2 separate regions of the Zea mays genome follow, and region 1 is linked to region 2. The links are chromatin contacts, called in public Hi-C maps. All regions are on one chromosome and are shown on one strand. Each heading gives the region's core, a stretch centred on a gene start, on an enhancer-like site or on the middle of the called end of the contact. The rest is flanking DNA. Distances are from core to core; before and after follow the strand shown. Region 1 holds the start of LOC100217065 (4Fe-4S ferredoxin, iron-sulfur binding protein). Region 2 holds the start of LOC100273986.

Region 1 (4,106 bases), core at 1,346-3,845, 190 kb before region 2:
CTATTCAGATGATGACAAAAAGACAAGAACGGAACAAAAAAGAAGTACAGCACTCACTTATTCTGTCATACGGGCAAACTGGCAAGCACCGACCACATCCATAGCACCGCTCAGTAATTACACCACCCTACAAAAAGCAGAATCATCTTATAAAGAAAATGAGGCTCATGAAGATAACAGGAGCAGAATTAAAGAACTAAAGAGCCAAAGCAACTGATACCTCATATTTACCACGTAAGGGATCAGATAGTGTGCGCTCTCCATCAACCATGGAATGCTTTAGTGATATTGCATCAGCTGGGCAAACTTTCTCACATGGCTTTGAGCAATCCAGTGGGCAATCATCAGGATCAAACTCTAGAGAATAAACAAAGTTTTTCAGACTCGACAGAGTTCAAAAGTTAACAGGTTGGCAAGTACTTCTAAGCAGGAAACTAATTTTGATATCAAATGATAATGCACTAAGTTAAACTAACAAGTATAACAGATAATTTCCTAAGCAGCATGTTCTTACCAGCTTTACGGAAATGAAGATCTCTGCAATCATCATTAACACTAATCATCAGCCAAGGCCTTTGAACTGTTGGTACAATTGATGCTGCTACTTCAATACCTTCATTCACTGCTCCCACCACAGATGCATCTGCTGCACAATCAATGCAATCCACTGCATGTACAGAATTGCCCATAATTCGTAAGTGTATAACATCAAGTTGCAATTCATAAGTGTATGGCCCTGTTTGTTTCAGCTTTTGGCCACCAAAAGCTGCTGCAGACTGCCAAACACCCAACTATTCAGCCCGCTTTTATGAGAATCACTTTAGTAAAAACTGCCAAAAATTAACGTGAACATTGGCCAAGTCGTTGCGATAGGTAGTGTTCTTAAGGCGGTAAGGCGAAGCGAGACGTTGGACCACCGCCTGGACGCCTAGGCGAGCAAGGCGCACATAATTCTTCAAGCGCCTGGACGCCTAGGCGCCACCTTAAAAACACTGGCGATAGTAGGACACCATCACTTTCTACATTTTAAACCTTATAGACTCGTTTATCTTTCTCCACATGTAATCTTCATGATACTCAGATTCTCTACACAACCAGATTCCCAGAAAAGTTCCTCAAAAAAAAAACCTGAACCAATCAGGCCCTATAATTCCCCAATCACTTCATTGGGAGATACTGAAATAAGGGTTTCATAACAAAAGTTGTAAGACACATATGTTTAGAGACTGTTTGGATAAGCTAGGGCTAGTTACTAGTTGGGCTAAAAAATAGCTCAAATTAGCTGAGTTCGGCTACCTAGTTCACTAACGATTAGTTGGAGACTTGGCTAAAGAATTAGTTCATCTATAAGCCCTCTAGTATGGATGCACTATGGCTAATTTTTAGCTAACTAGTAATAAGTTCCTGTATCCAAACAGGTCCTAAATCAGCTGAGGTTGGCTTCTAGTTGAGTAACGACTAGTTGAAGGCTTGGCTAAAAAAATAGATCACCTATTAGCCCTGTTTGGAGCACTTGGGCTAATTTTAGCTAAGTAACAATTAGCTCTTATATCCAAACATGCCCTTAGCTTATCATTATCACATTTACTGTGTAATATATACTGTAGACCTATCTTGCCGTGCTTTTCAAACTCTGCAAGTCCTTGTGTTCCATTAATGTCAGTGTTTTAAGATTTTTCTGCAATTCGGGTCAGTAAACAAAAGGTCAAGATATAAGTGATTAAAACCTCAATTCTTTACTGACTGAAGATATAAAGAAAGCATGTGGGCTGCAACGTGGACTGTTACAATGTCAATCTAAAATGCTATAAATATCCAATCCAAATAAATGTCTTCCAGTTGAGTCAACATGTGTACCTCCAGCAAGAGTGTAGACAAGGGAGAGATTCCTGACATCAGCTGCATCCTGCAAGGACAATGAACATGTAAACGATGTGAGGATTATAGCACGGTCAGTCAGTAATAGTTCTTCACTCGTTGTGCATATTGCATCGTGGTCACTGGTACTCTTACTGTGGTAGCACATCAAACACCAACCACACCATCATTTCACCTCCACAGATTAAACCCGATTCACTTTTCCTTCTAAGCTAACACCAGCATAAAGTGCTAGCCACCCCCCCCCCCCCCCCCCCCCCTCTGTTTTTCAGCTTTCAACATCAGATGGAGAGGAAGCACCCGCTGGTTTCATGAGTTCCTGTCCATTTGACCCTACTATGCACAGCCAATAGTCCCTGGAGCCCCATTTGATTTGACCCTACTATGAACAGCCAACAGTCCCTGGAGCTGGAGCCCAATGTAGTGACGAGTGAAGCAGCAAGGTGGAAGGGGCATGATACCTCAAAGCTGGCGCCGCAGATGAGCTTGACCCAGTCGCCGCGCCCGAGGGCCGCGACCTGCGGCGGGTGGTCGCCGTTAAGGAGGACCCGGCGGCCGTGGGATATGGCGGAGGCCGCGGCCCGGACGGCCACGTGGGAAGCGAGGAGAGGCGGCGGCGGGACTGGGACGACCATGGCTAGCTGGCTCCTCGCGGCTCGCGCGGCCACATCACACTGTTCAGAGCGGCACTGGAAAATATCTGTTGGGCGAAGAAACAATTCGGCCCGTGGTTAGAGGATCTCAAATCCCTCGATTACGAGATGGACGGTTGATATTGAGGCTAGCAGATTATGATACTGTTGGCTTATCCGGTCATGTTTCACCGCTGTGGCCGTCACCAGAGATGATTCAGACACATTCGATTTATCTATATTCGTATTCGGTAAAAATGTTAACATGAACATGTCCAGATGTTTCATACGCTATAAATGCTATGAGTAGGCATCAGGCTGTAAAAGACATTCTTAAGTATTTGAGAAAGACTAAAGATATATTCCTGGTATATGGGGCTAAGTAGAAGCTCGTTGTAACTGGTTACACCGATGCTAGCTTCTAAACTGACACAGACGAGTTAAAAACACAATCAGGTTTTGTGTTCACAATAAATGGGGGTGTTGTTCGTTGGAAGAGTTCCAAGCAGGAGACTTTGACTGATTCTACAACAGAAGCCGAGTACATTGCAGCTTCTGAATCTACGAAGGAAGGTGTTTGGATAAGGAAGTTCCTCATCGAGCTTGGTGTGTTTCCTAATGCTTCTAGTCCATTGAACCTCTACTGTGACAACAATGGGGCTATTGCGCAAGCTAATGAGCAAGGGAACCACCAGAAAACAAACACGTACTGCAGAAGTTTCACCTCATACGGGAATTCGTTATGCGGGGTGAGATAAAGATATGCAAAATACATACAGATTTGAATGTTGCTGATCCTTTGATAAAACCTCTTCCATAACCCAAGCATGAGGCACACATGAGATCTTTAAGTATTAGATATCTTCTAGATTAACTCTAGTGCAAGTGGGAGATTGTTAGAAATATACCCTAGAGATAATCATAGAGTTAAGCATATTTCTTTGTATCCATGATATATATATATATATATATATATATATATATATATATATATATATATATATATTGCTTAATTGAATACCCATGACAGGCACCTTGTATTGATTAGCAATTATGTGAATTGTTTGTGAGATTCTTTACTTGTATGGTTATTCTAAATGATGTCCCTAGTCAGAGTCGATGACTAGCACATGTATTAGTTGATAACTACATTTCACAAGTCATGGACATGTTAAACTAATAATGTGGGCACATGTATGACATGAGGCTGGACCGACCCAACGTGAGATATTGTAATATAGTTCTCTTTTTGCAACATGTATACTGTATCCTTCGAACCTGAGATTGTTGCATGTTCTCAAGATGTGAATTGACTTACTTAGGGACTATCAAATGCTACTCTGTAACTGGGTAGTTATAAAGGTAGTTTTGGGTTTGTTAGAAAGAATGCTGTGAGGCATGGTCGGTCAAAGATGAAATTTGTCCCTCTCTTCTTGAGAGAGATATCTCTAGGCCCCTCGAGTGATTGGATCAAGAAATGCATGGTCATGCTAAGGTTAAGTGTTACCAATGAAAGGATTCCAATTCACAGTATCGAGAAAGAAAGATCAGCTTAGAGCCAGACCAAATATCGTGAGACAAAGGGAACAACATGTA
Region 2 (3,913 bases), core at 590-3,089:
CTCATTTGACTTAAAAAAACCACATAAGTCATACATCCACATAGAAATTAGTAATAGTGTAAGGATTAAAGCATATCTCACAAAGCATTGAAACAAAAATCTCACAAATACAAGTGACAAACAATGTGCACACATACATATAGTCAGAAAGACACAAGTAAGTACCTCACAAAACAAAACTATCCGATTGAAAACACATCGATAGCCATTGAAAACCATAAATAATATCACACATTAAAATATGTAGTGTAGAACTAGATATATAACTTGACCCATTATGATATAAGTAATGATGTATAAGACATTTTAATACAATGTAGGAGGTCATAATCAATATAAGACAATGTAAAACTATAATAAAATCATCATCATATCTATACTTCTATACTACTATATTAAGAACCTAATGTGGGCACCTGTGCTACCACGGCTTCACCCTCCTCATGCCCAGCGCCCGCAAAAATTTGTGCAAAACGAGCACTCGAACCCACACCCCTCTGCTCCAGAAATTTGGGACTAACCACCAGACCACACATACCTTAGTGTTTAGGTATAAACAAAAATTATATTTGTAGCCTAGGCGCAGTCCACATGCTCCTCCGCCTCGTGGCAACGCACGGGCACATACCTAGTACTTAAATAAAGCACTAGCAAGTCTAGTAGCATATGACTATAACATATACGCAGCATACGCATTTCCGCAACACTAATTTACATATGCCGGCTTTTTGTGCTACACCATACAACATAGTAGGTCTAATTGTAAATCTCTTTCTCTTTGTAGCATCGATCCTAAATACCAGAAGGTATCCTTACTGAGCACTACTTGATCTTCCAAACTAGCATCTCCTTCCCCATGTGTACTAGTGTCAAAAAATCACATCTCATATATTTGGTTTTATTTCTAATGAGTCTAAAACATTTAGACTCTAGAGTCTCCCAGCGCAACTCTAGTTATCTATTGACTCCTACCCAACTTTCATCAACACCCTACATCTGCCAAAAAAAAAAGGATATTATCTCATTATATGTCCCTTGTCTCTTGTGTTTTGCAATTTCATTTTAGCTGTTATTTTTTTATTTCGAACATTGACACTATTAATTTGGCATTTCATAGTTCCTACATCTGGGTATTAGTAACCTAAATATAGGATCGCGCAAGTACTATGTTTGTTAGTTCTGCATCAAATTGAACACCACTCGGTATTTACACAGACTTATAATCTTATACAAGCATGGTGCCATCAAGAATTACGAACCTCCTGGTCGTCGGGCCGGCACACAGTCTCATCGGGCTCCCTGGTGTTCTCGATCGTGCGGGGCACCTGCCTCTCCGGCGGCTGCAAACACCCGATTACCCTTAGCAATCAGAACCAAACCAAAAACTGCAAGCTCTACAGGTGGTGTGGACAGTTCGAAGAGTGCTGGCTTGCCTGCTCGCCGAGCTCTTCGGCGCGGCGGGCGGCCTGGCCGCGCTCGCGGGCGAGCGCGCGCTTCTGGGCCTTCTTCTCTCGCTTAAGCTTGGCGTGCACCTCGCGGCGCTTGTCCTTGTTCTTGATCTGCGACGGCAGTATCGCCTCCGCCTTCTCCTTCCTGGCCTTCTTGCCCTTCCGCCCGCTCCTCCCCTCACCCTCGTCGCCCGGAGGCGGCGCCGCGTCGGCAGGAGGCTGCTTCCGCTTATTCTCCTTCACCATCGCCGGCGGGGGTTGCTGTAGTTTCCGCAGCGAGGGTTTAAGCGGCGGCGGCGGCGGCGGCGGCTAGGGTTAAGGGATAGAAGGCGGGAACGTTGGCGGCGGTGGCTCGCTCGAGTGGGAGACGGGAGGAAAGGGAATGAATAACCTGGGCCTCGGAATATCAAGGCCTAACGTACAGGTGTACATTTGGTCCCCCGGCCCGGCCCGGCCCGGCCCTCCAAGTCTGTAATGTTTAAATTTTGGGTTGGTTCGGTCTGTTTGAATTTTGCTCTGTGCTGGGCCTGTCCACGGGTCTAGTCTTTGGCCCATGGCATGGTCCGTAATTGCTTAAATGTGTCAGGCTTATTTCGAGCGGCCCGAAATTATAAAAGCTCAAAATTCATATTAAGGCTCGAAATTCAATTTTTGGCTCGAAATTCACATCAGAGTTAATAAAACAAATAAAAAATAAGATAAATACATTTGACCAAAAGCAAACTTAATATTTGTATTAAGTTACCAGAGCTATGCAATGACTACCTCGTTTACTAGAGCTATGGGGTGAGCAACACGTTCAATGTTGCTGACATCTTACCATATACAAGTGAAGACACTTCAGAGTCGAGGACGACTCCTTTTCAAGGGGAGGAGGATGATACGACCACAACATTAAGCAACATGTTACAACCCCAAAGCATACTACATCAACTCAAGTACAACCAACATCATCACCAACTCAAGTCTTTGATGGACCAATTACACGTAGCCGAGCTAAGAAGCTACAGCAAGAGGTGTACGCGCTACTTTATGAATTTCAATTAAACACTAATGAGAAATTTATGCTACCTAAGTCATGTATGTTGATATTACTTAGGTTCACCAAAGAGGAAGGACAAAACATATCAAACGCGAATCAGCAAGAAGAGTTATGTCCGAGTCAGTCCAGCGCTACAGAACCGTCCAAAAGAAACAGTCATATCTTTTGATTCCCAAAAGCTATGAAGGCCCATAAGTACTTTTTGGAAAGCTCTTGAAGTCTAGTTTCCAATGCTTCTAAGGCCGACTTAATCAAATCTACCATAAAGGCAGCCGACCTACTTTAGTGCTGACTGGTCAGAAGGTCAACAGTCTGTTTGATGACCAAGTTTTCGTATTAAACTGCATCATTCTACGAAGTTTCATTAAGCATGGTATACATGGTGAGAAATCTTATCAAGTCAGCTTTCCAACGCATCTAGCCCCACGTCATTTGAAGATTCCTAGAAGAAGTTATTGTCAAAATACTGAAGGCTGCGCAGAAGTCAAACAGCCACACGGAAATCAGCTCTGCAGATCTCCCGAAGAGGCTCCTTCACATTAGCACGTGAAAATACTTTTGTTTCGTGTTTATACCTCGCTAAGGCTGGTTATTACTAGTATAAATACCCCCTATGTCTATGATGTAAGGTAGCTTTTGATAATCTAAAATAGAACCCTTTGTTCAGTTGTGTGCTAACAAATATTGAGAGTGATCTCTACCCCTTTGCTCTTGTGAATTGCTTCGCGGGATTGCAAAAGCGGCGGCTTCATCCGCTCCCAAGTGGTGCTCCTACTCCCTTCGAGGTCTCCTCGATTGGTTGTAGGTTGTGTTGGTTGGTTCTTTGAGAGTGTGGTTGGGCGAATCCTCGATTCAGGCTGCCTGTTAAAGACGGTGGTTGGCTTCGAGTTTTATTTGTCAGGTTGCACTAGTTATCGCTGCTTGCAGCAAGTTATCTTGGCTTCTTTGAAGCTAGTTATCTGAAGATTGATCCTACGTCGTGAAGATCGGGCATCGTGACGCATCATCTGGTATCAAAGCCTCAGTTGTCACGGTAGGATTCTTTACCCTTAGCTACATATATTTTGTGTTCGTCCTATCCACCAAAAGCCATAAAATATTTTGCCATAGCCCTTTGTTTCAATCTGTTGTTCCAGTGAGTTTTGTTAAGTTTCAGTCCTTAGAATCTTTGTTTAGTTGATGGTCACTCTATCCTTTGTGTTTCCTTTGAGCCTCTTATATATATCTGAAAATATCCACAAAAAGAAAAAACTGAAAACCCTCATCATTTCCTTCGCGTTAACTTTGATCCTATTTAAGTTATAGCTGCTGGTTGAGTTCTTTGTTTAGTATTATAAAATGTGCAATATCCTATCAGAACTCTGTGTTTAGTTCTATAAAAAAAGTGTCAAAAAGTGTTGAACAAGATTGTGAAAGAAAAGTA

Evidence for each region. A called contact is a pair of places that touch in the nucleus more often than the background predicts.
Region 1: a Hi-C map of leaf shows a contact between it and region 2, with 4 times the contacts expected there. The contact joins the promoter of LOC100217065 here to the promoter of LOC100273986 in region 2. A contact is called at or near these places in 2 of 25 Hi-C or Micro-C datasets (leaf and tassel).

Annotation. Positions count from the first base shown.
Region 1 is chr8:139,351,270-139,355,375 of Zm-B73-REFERENCE-NAM-5.0, reverse strand. LOC100217065 (4Fe-4S ferredoxin, iron-sulfur binding protein) reads right to left here and starts at 2,595. Exons shown (of 11, transcript NM_001143436.1): 1 at 2,340-2,595; 2 at 1,858-1,906; 3 at 515-667; 4 at 221-357; 5 at 58-127. The coding sequence starts at 2,513.
Region 2 is chr8:139,159,019-139,162,931 of Zm-B73-REFERENCE-NAM-5.0, reverse strand. LOC100273986 reads right to left here and starts at 1,839. Exons shown (of 11, transcript NM_001148372.1): 1 at 1,434-1,839; 2 at 1,260-1,340. The coding sequence starts at 1,694.